Regions from separate parts of the Oryctolagus cuniculus genome. Here region 2 is linked to region 1. A link is a contact called in public Micro-C data. All regions are on one chromosome and are shown on one strand. The core of a region is the stretch at or near the end of the contact, and the rest is flanking DNA. Distances in the headings are between cores, read along the strand shown. Region 1 holds the start of DNAI7 (dynein axonemal intermediate chain 7). Region 2 has its middle 120 kb from the start of KRAS.

Evidence for each region. A called contact is a pair of places that touch in the nucleus more often than the background predicts.
Region 2: a contact with region 1 is called in a Micro-C map of ear pinna, with 5 times the contacts expected there. The contact joins the enhancer-like site here to the promoter of DNAI7 in region 1. A contact is called at or near these places in 4 of 6 Hi-C or Micro-C datasets (ear pinna, psoas muscle, skin fibroblasts and 1 more).

The regions. Positions count from the first base shown.
Region 1 is chr9:122,500,291-122,506,454 of mOryCun1.1, reverse strand. DNAI7 (dynein axonemal intermediate chain 7) reads left to right here and starts at 3,725. Exons shown (of 19, transcript XR_011379032.1): 1 at 3,725-3,831. It overlaps KRAS (KRAS proto-oncogene, GTPase), which reads left to right. Exons shown (of 6, transcript XM_070049515.1): 6 at 1-3,567. It overlaps ETFRF1 (electron transfer flavoprotein regulatory factor 1), which reads right to left and starts at 3,492. Exons shown (of 3, transcript XM_002712703.5): 1 at 3,447-3,492. It also overlaps the pseudogene LOC138843732.
Region 2 is chr9:122,668,435-122,674,598 of mOryCun1.1, reverse strand. No RefSeq gene overlaps it. Among named protein-coding and RNA genes, the nearest start is that of KRAS, 120 kb to the right of the region's middle. Within about 2 kb of position 3,213, at least 8 of the 8 cell types and tissues checked have an H3K27ac peak or open chromatin away from gene starts, as enhancers often do. A contact at or near this core is called in ear pinna, where this site is marked.

The DNA of each region.
Region 1 (6,164 bases), core at 2,476-4,975:
TCTTGGTGGAATGTTAGAAGCCAAGGTCTGGGTGCCAGAAGTCCTCATTACTTCAGGGTGATCACTATTCCCAGGTCCACTAACAGGACGATGCTGCAAATGTACAGGTGGATACTAATGAGTATGTATCTATCAGTCTCCATACAATCTGACACCTAAAATTGTATTCCAACACTATAGAGTTTTTTTTTAGTTTCTCCCTGTCCATGGTTTTGCACTTTGGACCCAATAATGAGAAACAGATTTTTGGATCGTGGAACCAAATTCCTGTCACTTTAATCACCCAGCACTCTACTGAGAGCCCTGCAACCTGGTGCCAGACCACCATTACCACGGTCTCATCCTCCCCATTCTCTTGGGCACAAACGACTTAGTCTACACCACTTCTCTCTCCTGTTCCGACTCCAACCTGTGCCACCACCTAAGAATGCCCTTCTCACCTCATGCCAGGCTGCTTTCATGCACAGCCCCACCCCCACCCCACACTGGTTCTGGTCACCCTTGCTGGGCTGCTGCCTTGCCAACTATTTCTCATCCTCCTCCCCCTTTCCCAGATGCCTTCGTTGCTTGGCCCCACCTAACTGGCTTTTGCACTGAATTATTCAGAACCACAGCAGGAAGCAACTTAGACTTTTTAGATCAGTTTTTTGTTTTTTGGTGTTTTTTGTTTGTTTTTTGAGCAGAGTTAAGACAGAATTATAGACAGGGAAAGGTCTTCCTTCTGTTGGTTCACTCCCCAAATGGCCGCCATGGCCGGCGCTGTGCCAATCCAAAGCCAGGAGCCAGGTGCCTCCTGGTCTCACGGGTGCAGGGGCCCAAGCATCTGGGCCATCCTCCACTGCCTTCCCGAGCCACAGCAGAGAGCTGGACTGGACAAGGAGCAACCGGGACTAGAACCGGGGTGCTGGTTCTCAGAGGGTTGGGTGGTAGTCCAGCCTGCCACCAGTCAGGCTGCACAAAACCTGTATGCTTCTCTGGGGAGGAAGCCCTGCAGGTAAGCACTTGACATTTTTAAAAAAGTACAAGGGTACTTAAAAAAATTGTGGAAAAAAATGAAATTAATGGGTAAGTTTATTTTGCTGCAAAAATTTTTGAAATCCATGCACTTTTTCATAGTATGCATTTTCTGTGAACTTTTTGAAGATGCCACGTAAACCTGAAAGACAAATGGACAAATGCCGCCGGTATAGTGTCTGAGTGGCCACTGTAACCTTCTGTTGCTGGAGTTCATACATCTGCGTCTCTGGCTCCTTTCTTAGGGCAAACAAATCACCCAGGAACTGCCATTGCTTCCACATCATATTTGTAAAATTCCCGTTTTAGAGACCCAGCACTTTGTTGTACAGTAGGCTTTGTCTTGGATGCTTTTGCCCAACAGTAATCTAAGGTTAGTTGAGTGTTGTACGCAGGTGTAAGGTTATGCTAACCTGTGATGTTCAATATGTTAGGCATATTAAATGTATTTGTGAGTTACAATTGTATTTTCAGCTTCTGATAGGATTATCAGGACATAACCCCATGTGTGTCCAGGAGAGTCCCTTTCATTAAAAATCTTTTTGTTTTGGTAGAGACTCATTTCCAGTGTGATTCATATGGTTCATTCTTACTGAGAAATGACAAAAATGCATTTTTAAAATCAGAATTAAAACTACATAGATGTAATTTCGGATTGCAAATCACAGGGCGCAGAATGCCACGCAGAGCACAGCTTCAGTTAATTCAGTGTGTAGCCTGTGAGACTCGGACACCTGCCTGAAGGTGTCCCTTGTAGCGTTTACGAATAACTGAATATCTGCCTAGCGAAAAAGCTCACGGAACTAAGGGAAGTCTGTCCAAGTCTTTGACATGAGTTTATCCAGAACAATGCAGTTCATCTTTATTACTCTACACTTGGCCTTCAGGCAGCAGGTTTAGTTTAGCCATGGGGAGAAAAGGGGGCCCCAGGGTTCCCAGGTGAGCAGTCCAAATGGGGCCTGGGGCCGCTCCTTAACCCTGCGTGAAGTCCGAGAGGTAGGTAACTGCCGGATGAGCTGGCGACTGAGAGGAGCCCTCGTTATTCTGAGACTGCAGCGTGTGTGGGTTATAGGGGGTGCGATCCCCACTGTGCTGTAGGTTTTCTCCAGTGACTGGACTCAATTGAAACAGCCCCAGTCCTGGGTTAAAGCAGAGTTGTCACTTCACTAGTGGTTATTCCCCGTGAAGTTCAATGATAACTGAGGCTGAAGGCAACTGGCCGGGTGAGCTATGCCGGTACCACGTTATTCTCACTGCTTGGCTTCAGCGAGCCCGGAAGACTGCACGCAGGCGCTTCCAGAGAGTACGTAGCGGAGGTGAGTGGCAGCCGGTTCGGTGGTGACACGCGGGAGTCGCAAGGAGATGGGGATGTGCTTTTAGAAGGGGCAGACACGAATCTGTCCGAAGGTGAGGAAGACAGGACAGGCACGGGGTGGCCTTGGCAGTTCGGCAGCCCGTCCAGGTGCCTGAGGAAAACGAAGCTGTGACTCCTCGAACACGGGCTCGCCCCCGGAATCCAGCACCCCACCGCAGTGCCTCCTCCCGGGCAGGGAGGCGGGTTTCAGAGTCTCTCCTGGAGTCCCAGCAGTCTAAGGTAACTGGGGGTCACCCTGGCGCCTCCTTATTCCCACCGATCCATCCTACTGTGGCAGGCTTGCATTCTGCACTGTTAGATTAATTCAAAACCAAGCAGACAGACTTCCAGACCAAGTAGCCACGGGAGACTACATTAGAACTAAAAGTCCCAGTAAGGTGCTTGCATCTTGCTCCCAGGACCGGGGGAGCGGTGTCCCGTGACACTGTCCCTGTTTCCTCCCGCCAAGGGCAGGGCTGAGAGAGGTTGCAGGGTCAGGGAGAGGGAGCCCAGCGTGGCGTCACCGCATCTGGTTTTCCCGGGGTGTAGAGAGCCAGGCAGGAGGCGGCAGGTGCGAAGGTCGTGCCGCCGGTGGGCACAGCGGCCTGCGACCTTGCGCTCTCGCTGGGCCTGGCGATCTTCCTCTGTAGGCCACGGCTTGCCCCAGAATTGCTCCGGGCTGCCCTTCGGGAACAGGGCGTCTACTTCGCCCGGAAAGTAAACAGAACCCCGAGCGCAGAGGAGGCCGAAGGTCACCCATCTCAAAGTCAACAGCCCTTCTAGAGCCAATTCAGCTACCTCTTCATCTCCCTGGCCAAACCAGGAGCCCCGTGCCCCTCCTGCCCCGGCCGTGGGCAGCCCCCCAGGGTGCCAGTCGCTGGATCCAATCGCAAACCCTCCCCCGGGAAGACCCGCCCCAACACCCGCTCGGGAAACAGTGAGCACGACGGGCTGTCAGCGTCGGGGGACGCTGGGACACCCTGCCCACAGCCGCCGGGCCGCGCCCAGAGCACACCGCCACCTCCAAGCCCCGGGATCCGGAAAACGCCGCACCGCCCGGGCGCCGCCACTCACGCACTTTCCGGCACGCCACAGCCGTAAACGCCGCCGACCACTTCCACGGCTCCGTCAGTCAACCGCGAGAGCGGGGCGGGGCGCGGTAAGGGGGCGGATCCAGCCGTCACCAAAAGGGGAGGAGCGCCAGCCGGAAGGACCCCAGCGCGACTGCGCAGGGCGCTGCGCGCGCGCCGGCCTTGGAGCCCCCCGAGTGGGCGGGGCCTGTCGTCGTGACAACCGGGCAGCGTTTGTCCACACAACCTCCTTCGCTGACCGCGGACCGAGGACGCTGGCCACCGCCTCCTCATGGTGAGTTGGGACAATGAGGGATACGGGTGAGGGGGCGAGCCCTGATTCTGCTTGTCCGGGGTGAAATGGTGTCCCAAGAGCCCAAGGGAGCGGATAAGGTGAGGCGAGAACGCGTCCTCCCGGGGTGGTGACCGCCGACCTGTCTGGCCCCTGGGGGGAGTCCGAGTTAGCGTCTGCACACGGGAGACGGCCGGAGCGGCCACTCGGCGCCCCAGTGTCGCACACGGGTCAGCGTGAGCGTTGGCCGCAGCCTGGCCACCTGCAGCCCCAGTTGGCGGGGTTGTTCTCCTGCCGCCTCAGTCGTTCGTTGAGCTGGTGCGATGTACTCTCATGTGGCTTTCTGTGGGAGTCTGTATGGGCTCTTGGTGATTCCAGACACTCAGCTCGCGTTAATTATGCTGAGGCTTCTTTCTTGGTTTAATGCGCTCCTCCCCCAGGGCTCTCTCCGGCTGATAGGCAGCCGTGAGACTCTCTTCTTCCCCACGGTTGTCAATGTCGTTTCCGCCAAGACATCGCCTATGGTTAAAGCCGGAGCAGGTGGAGGGTGTAATTACGGCGTGAGTTATTTCATTCATTCATTAAGGGAACACATGAAGTGTGTTGTGTTTGCTTGGCGCTGGGCTGCAAGCCAAGAATGCACGGATGGATGTGACAACCTGGCTGTGGGAGACAGATGAAACAAAGTATCTGCGAGGCGGCTTTATAACCGTCTCAGTCGGAAGCATCTAAAATGGGGTAACACACAGTTGGAAGGGAAATGGGTGCATGGGAGGCAGACAGAGGAAGGAAGGAGTGGTGGCTTTGAACCCAGTGTAAATGGTGGAAAGAAAGAGTGGGGCGCCTGCACGCCGCGGCCTACTGGGGCCAGGTGCACCTGGTGGAGCTGCTTGTGGCGCACGGGGCCGACCTGAATGCGAAGTCCCTGCTGGATGAGACGCCCCTGGACGTGTGCGGCGACGAGGAGGTGCGGGCCAAGCTGCTGGAGCTGAAGCACAAGCACGACGCCCTCCTGCACTCCCAGGGCCGCCAGCGCTCCCTGCTGCGCCGGCGCACGTCCAGCGCAGGCAGCCGCGGGAAGGTGGTGAGGAGGGTGAGCCTCACGCAGCGCACCGACATGTACCGCAAGGAGCACGCTCAAGAGGCCGTGGTGTGGCAGCAGCCGGCGCCGCCACAGGACGACGAGGACCGCCGGGCGGACGCTGAGCTCCAGCCAGCGCCCTTGGAGGACAACCCCGAGGTGCTCCGGCCACACAACGGCCGAGTAGGGGGCTCTCCAGGGGGCCACCTGTACTCCAAGCGGCTGGACCGGAGCGTCTCCTACCAGCTCAGCCCTCTGGAGAACAGCACGCCAGAGGCCCCGGCCCGGGACAAGGCCCACCACACCCTGGCAGAGCTGAAGCGCCAGCGAGCGGCCGCCAAGCTACAGCGTCCTCCAGCCGCCGGGCCCGAGGCCCCGGAGCCCCCGGAGCACAGCCTGCCTGCTGACACCGAGAGCCCCCACCCCGACTGTGGCGTCGGGGCCTACGGGGACCCGCCCCTGCTCAGTGCCTGCTCATGTGAGGGCTGCCTGCCCTGGCTGCCGGCGCCCGGGACGGACCTGGCCAGCCATGCCCAGGGCTTCTGGCTGCAGAGACTATGCTGGGATTCTGATAAAGGGCTGCTTGGCAAAAAAAAAAAGAAAGAAGGAAAGGGGAGGGGAGGGGAGGGGAGGGGAGGGGAGGGGAGGGGAGGGGAGGGGAGGGGAGGGGAGGGGAGGGGAGGGGAGGGGAGGGAAGGGAAGGGAAGGGAAGGGAAGGGAAGGGAAGGGAAGGGAAGGGAAGGGAAGGGAAGGGAAGGGAGAGAGGGGCGCGTTCCTGGCAACGTGCGAATGGAGCTTACGCCCATCTCTAAGTGCTGATAAACTCGGGGAGGGGCACGCATCTACTTGCTACTTTCCCGTGCGTGCTTAAGCGTCTTCTTGGAGCTTCCAGCAGTGTTTCTCAAAGTGCGGCCCGTGGGCTGCTCCCTGCACTTCCGTCTCATCTGAAGTACTTACAGAACCTGCACGTGCTGCGGCCTGCTCCCCTCCAGATCCGCTGAGTGCGTTCCTGGGGGGTGCCTAACAAGGCAGTACCCCCGAAGTGGGTAGTTAAACCGTGAGCGAGGAGAGCCGCTCTGTTCTGCACGCTGGAAGTCCCAGATGCAGACAGCTCTGCTCCCTCTGCAGGCGCTGGCGAGGGGTTGGTCAGACCTCGCTGTTAGCTTCAGGCGGCTCCAGGCTCTGCATGGTGTTTGCCCTGGGCGCCTATGCCCACGCTGCCCCTTTCAGTGGAGACACCAGCTGCATTGGACGAGGGGCCCACCCTCTTCCTGTAGGACTTCACCTTAATTTGAATCAACGGAGAGCTATTTTCAGTCCGGTAAACTCTGGGTCCTAGCAGGCGGAGGCTTT
Region 2 (6,164 bases), core at 1,964-4,463, 170 kb before region 1:
TTAGTGGCTTCCACAACAGAAATGGTGTGGGCAGATGTAGTTTCTCCTGAAGCCTCGCTCCTTGGTGTGCAGTGGCCTTTCCCCGTTCCCCATTTGCTTTCCATCTTGAGCTGCTCTTATAAAAACACCTGCCACACTGGATTAGGGCCCACCCTAAGGACCTCGTGTACGTTCAGTTATCTCGTTAAAGGTGCTGCTTCTAAATACACTCACACTCTAAAAAGTACTGGGGCTTAGGACTCCAACGTACGATGTTAGGGGGTGGGGGGCCACAATTTGGCCATAACAGGGTCCAAGCCACAGAGCATCAGGAGTGCTGGGTGCTTCTGTCTGGCTGGACTGTTCCTTCTAGGCTGAAATGGAGGTCAGCATCTCCCTGGTCTCGAGAGTCCCAAAGCTTGTCTAAATACATTTTCCTGCATCGTAACCAACCCTGTCTCCATTTCTGCCTATGCACCTGAGAGGGAGTGGAGAACAACAGAATAACTTGTGTTCGTTATCTGTGTTTCCGACAAGGAGGTGAAGTGCTCATTGTGAAAAATGCCACCGAGATGCCCTTGTTAGCATTGACAATGGAGACACACTACTCCTCCAGCACTTTGTGGTTTACCAGTTGTCCTTTTACCAACTGATGACTCAGAGCTGAACTAGCAGCCACCCCTGAATGCAGCTCTTTCCTCGACACAGTAGCTCTGAAAAGTGAGCAGCAGTGGAGGTGACAGCCAAGATGTGCAGTTTTCACCTCACACAGTTACATGGGCTTGTAGAAATCTTCTTCATCTGGGCATATTAATTAAGGACAAAAAAGTAAATTAGGAGGTACAACTTTTTTACTTTTTTAAAAGATTTATTTATTTATTTGAAAGGCAGAGTTAGAGAAACAGAAAGAGGGGGAGAGAGGGAGGGAGGGAGAGAGGGAGGGGGATGGTGGGGGAGGGAGGGGGGAGAGAGATTTTTCCATCCACTGGTTCACTCCGCAGATGGCCCCAACAGCCAGGGGCTTGGCCAAGCCGAAGTGGGTGCAGGGCCGAAGCACTTGGGCCATCCTCTGCTGCTTTCCCAGGCACATTAACAGGGAGCTGGATTGGAAGTGGAGCAGCTGGGTCTTGAACCGGTGCCCAGGTGGGATGAAGCACTACAAGCAGCAGCTTAATCCACTATGCCACAGTGCCAACCCCAGAAATGTAACATTTTTAAAAAGAGAAAAGCAAAGGATGATTACTAAGAAGTCAACAGTTATAAATTTTTATTCTTGGCCTGAGAAACATTGATCAAAGCAGAGGGAAATCAGCTGAGAAGGGAAAGGCAGGTTAAGACCGTTTGAAGTCCTGTGTGTTCAAATCGGTCCATTTTTGACGATTCCAAGGCACAGAGCTAACAATGTTTCTTGCATTGGTACCCATTAATGCAGACAATAATGACTGCCAAACACGTTCGTCTTTTGCTTTACTATCAATATTGGTTTTAAAGTACACGCTGGTGTTACAGCTATGGAAATGAGAAAGATATTGACGGTAATATTCACGAGTGAACGAGAACTCTTGTAAATGGTGACTTAAGAGAGATTCTCCATGAACGTGCTCAGAAAGCTCGTTTGCAGCATTGCCCTGCGCCCAGAGACGAGAGCCTCTCCAGGCGCGGTGCCCGTAAAGCATCAGACAGCAGGGGGAGCCCTTCTGTTAAAATCCGGAGTGCCTGTCTGGACGCTTGGGGGCCAGACGGCGCTGCCTGCAGAGGACCAGGGGAGATCCGAACTCTGATCCCAGTGGAGCGCTGACTTGATGTGGCTGATACGGCCTCGGCTCCCAGCGCCTGCTTAGCCTCGGGGTGGGGGTCGCAGGACGCTCCGGAGAGGCTTGGCGCCTCAGAACACGCCGGGCGCGCTTGTGAGGGCCCAGCTCTTCAAAGGAAACAATAATAATAGTAATAATAATACGAGGAAAGGCATAGAAAGCCGGTGCTCTTTCCCCGGCGCGGTGGCTGTCGGGAGCCCGCAGCGGGACGAGCGCCCGCCCGGTTCCCATCCTGAGGTAACCGAGGCGCGCGCAAGCGCACGTGAACGTGACCGGCCCGCCGGGCGCGCGGCAGCCCCTGCGCCCCCAACGCCCCGGGGAGGCGGCTCGGGCCCCTGACGGGCGCCGGGCGCGCGGGGGCCACGCGGGTTTCTCCGCCCCGAGAGCCGCGGGAGTGTCCGCGCCGACGCCTCGAGCCGCCTGGCTGGTACACTGATCGATTTTATTATTTCCGTGGTTTACACCGGGAAGCACCGTCCGCGCTCGCCTTTCCCGAACCCGCCCTGACGAGCGGCCACACAACAGCCTTTTTTTTTTTGAACACCCCGAGTCGTCAGCCATTGGACGCGGCCGTGTCCGGGTCCCACGTGGTTGAGCCTCCGAGCGCGTGCCCTCGGCTGCGCCCCTCCAAACTTTGCTTTCCGCAGAAAGCAGAGAGAGAGAGACGCCCTGTTTAAACCGATCCTGAGAAGCACCCGGCGTCCCACAGCACTTAGCAAGTTCCAGCGTTCACGCGCCGCCGCACCCCCGCGGCTCGCGCCCGCGGCCCCTCGCGCGCGCGCCCGCTGAGGGGGAGGGGCGGCGGCGCGCGCGAGCCCGGGCGGAGGTCGCCGCCCTGTTGTGCAAGCGGGACATGCAAATGAGCGGGGTTCCGCCGGCCAATGGGAAGCCTGCTGGGCCGTGACGCGCGCGCGCCATGCGCCCGTAGTATTTATAGATCGTATTTAAAGAGCCCTTGGGAGTCTCCCCGGGCTCGGCTGGGCGGCGGCGCTGCGCGGGGCGGCGGCGGGGCGACCGCTGCTCGCCCGCGGCCTGAGGGGGCGTGGGGGAGCGTCCGGGCACGTTCTCTGGTGGGTTTTGCCCACTTCCTGGCTCGGTTTCTGGAGAGGGGGAGGAAATGCCGTCTCTGACAACACTTTAGCTGCGGACAAAGCCGGCGATTTGGTTGCTCCAGAGGCCCCCGGGCAGGGGGCGCGCGCGGCCCCCAGCCCGGCCCACGCCGTGTCCCGGTGCTCGCCGCGCCGAGGCGGCCTTCCTGGGCGGAGGGCGAACAAAGCCTCCTGGCAAGCGCCGCGTCGTGGGCTTGCGGGGCCGGCGAGAGAGCATTCGTGGAAAATAAATGGATAGATAGTGGCGGTGACGATCGCGGCGTTGGGCGTCTGCGGGCTTCCCGGCCGGCGAACCGCACGCTGCAGTGCGAAAGCAGGAAATGCATTACGTCATGAGAGCCAAGAGCCAAGTGGCCGCGGCTGCATCTGCGGGGCCCGCTGGCTTCCTCTGCTAAACCCCGTCCTGCTTCCCCCGCCTTCTTGGGGGCTATTGTTTTTTCCAGAAGAGTGTGCTGGGCGCTGCCCTGGCGAGGAGAGGCCAGGCGAGGCGCACCAGGGTGGCAGGCCCAGGGGCGGGCAGTGGCGAGGGTGGGGAACTTCACCTTCCGGCCCCAGCCCCAGCCGGCCACGTGCAGCTCTCCCCCCTGGGGAGGAGGGGGGGGGGCGAGCTCTCTGGGAGCCACAGCTCAGTCCTTTGGGAGAGAGATGGCCAAAATCCCAGCAGGGGCTGGAGAGCCGCACCGGGTGCCCCACTGCGGTCCTTACAGGAGCGCGGCCCCCTGTCGACCCCAGGAGGCAGGCCGGAAACAGGGAGAGAGCCGAGCAGGAGGGGCTGGGGGCTTTCTCGACGCCTTGTCATGGGTCTCGGGTCTCTATTCATGGACCAGGCTGCCGAGGTCTTGTCGCTGCTCTTTAGGGACAAACAGGCAAGCAGTGGAGTATTGTGGATTAGCACCGTTCTACCTCTAGGAAAATTAGGAATTTGACGCTAGGCACACCTGTTCTGCTGCTCCCTCACTCCTGGGTTCAGGGTCCTTAAAAGGTAACCCTAACAACCTGTTGCCCTGGGGTCCTGGCCCACTGCACCCCTGGGTGAAGCTTAGCACACAAAGAAGGTGGTGGTACTAGTTCATGGCTATTGACTGTTCTGCACTGGGCAGCAGGCTGCGTGCCTTTGTCAGCGGTGAGCTCAAATGAGGGCAGGTGCTTACTGGCATCCCCTATTTACGTCCCCTACTGCGGAAGCGGGTCCTGAGAATTGACACATCCACCGCCTGGGAGAACCCCAGAGCCTCATTATGGCACTTGCTGATGACCTTGGTCTGGTACCTTCCACACTCAGCCACCTTGCACCTGGAAGGCAGAGGGCTTCATCGCCGTGTGTTTAACGTAAGACAGACTGTTCAGCAAAACCCAAATACAGCTCATTTTCTCATCGGCTCCAGTTTGCACAGTGTAGTGATTGAACTTTGTACAGCCGGTCAGTCCTAGCTGAGGCCTTTGCGTGGTGGTAAATCTGTTCTCCGTAAACGCGCAGGGACCTGAGAGAGGGAGTTCTTGTGTGAGGTCGGGTGAGGTGTTGCTGGGAGTTAGCCGACAACCCCAGTGAAGGTCCCCTGGGCCTGCCTTTGCGTTCCCCCTCGGTGGCCTTATCCTTGGGTCTTTAGAATCCAGACGGGGAAGGCACTGGGAAGGGAAATTGGCTGTGGTTTAGGAAGATGGGGAGGGAGAATTCAAGCGAGGAACCATTTAAAGGTTGTACGTATTCCTATCGTGGTATTTGTGAACGGGAAAACAAGGGGTGGGAAACCAGTTGCCTGCCAGACGTTGAAGTCCATTGTGCCCCCACCCCAATAGGACGGCCGCAGACAACTGTGGAGTCCCACTCAGTGTGTTCATCTGTGAACTGGGAGGCAACCAGCCACGCCTCTGCGGGTAGCCTTGCCCTCATCTGCTCTGCTACCTCCTCTCGCCCTCGAGCCTTTACACGCCCGTGTTTCTCACGGTTCCCTCCCAGGTTCCCTCCCAGGTTCCCTCCCAGGTCCTGTGGCTTTGCCGTCGGGAAGGTTACTGCAAGGTGTTAGCCTGGGGTGGTTCTGTCCAGGAGAAAACAAGGCACAGCTAGATCTGGAGTGAGGCCTGGGCCTGAGTGTAGCAGTGTGACCTGATCCTCCCTGGGTGCCCCTGGTTTCTCCATGGGTAAACTGCCTGTCGACAAAATACTCCCTTGGTGTTCAGACTACAAGTACTTCGAGAAATGTAAAGTACTATGTAAGTTACTAATACATGCGGTAGTTGTAGACCTGGGTTGCATGGCCAGCGCCGCAGCTCACTAGGCTAATCCTCCGCATGCGGCACCGGCACCCTGGATTCTGTCCCGGTTGTTCCTCTTCCAGTCCAGCTCTCTGCTGTGGCACGGGAAGACAGTGGAGGATGGCTCAGGTGCTTGGGCCCTGCACCCGCATGGGAGACCAGGAGGAAGCACCTGGCTCCTGGCTTCGGATCAGCGCAGCGCCGGCTGTAGCAGCCATTTGGGGGGTGAACCAATGGAAGGAAGACCTTTCTCTTTCTCTCTCACTGTCTAACTCTGCCTGTAAAAAAAAAAAAAAAAAAAAAAAAAGCTGGGTTGGAGAGTTATGGACTGATTGGACATCAAGACGCGTTTACTCAGTATCATGTACTTAGGTTATGAGGCCTTAAAGGAGAATGAAGAGAAAAAGAATTTATGTCCATTTATTCTGCCAACTTTCTCTTTCAAGTGCTTTACGGTTATTATCTTTTTTTTTTTTTTTAAAGATTCATTTTATTTGAAAGGCAAAGTTACACAGAGGCAGAGAGAGAGAGAAAGTCTTCCATTCACTGGTTCACTCCCCAGATGGCTGCAACAGCTGGAGCTGGGATGATTGACTCTGAAGCCAGGAGTCAGGATCTTCCTCTGGGTCTCCCATGCAAGTGCAGGGCCCCCAAGGACTTGGGCCATCCTCTGCTGCTTTCCCAGGCCATAGCAGAGAGCTGGACTGGAAGTTGAGCAGCCAGGACTCAAACTGGTGTCCATGTGGGGTGTCGGTGCCACAGGCAGCAGCTTTACCCACTATGCCGCAGCACCAGCCCTATTATTTTCCTTCCTTCCTTCCTTCCTTCCTTCCTTCCTTCCTTCCTATCTATCTATCTATCTATCTATCTATCTATCTATCTTAAATTTAAAAGGTAGACACAAGCCAGAAAATTCTTCCTTCCACTGATTTACTTCCCAAATGTCTGTAACAGCCATGACTAACCTCGAACTCAATCCAAGTCTCCCACATGGGTGACAGGGACCCAA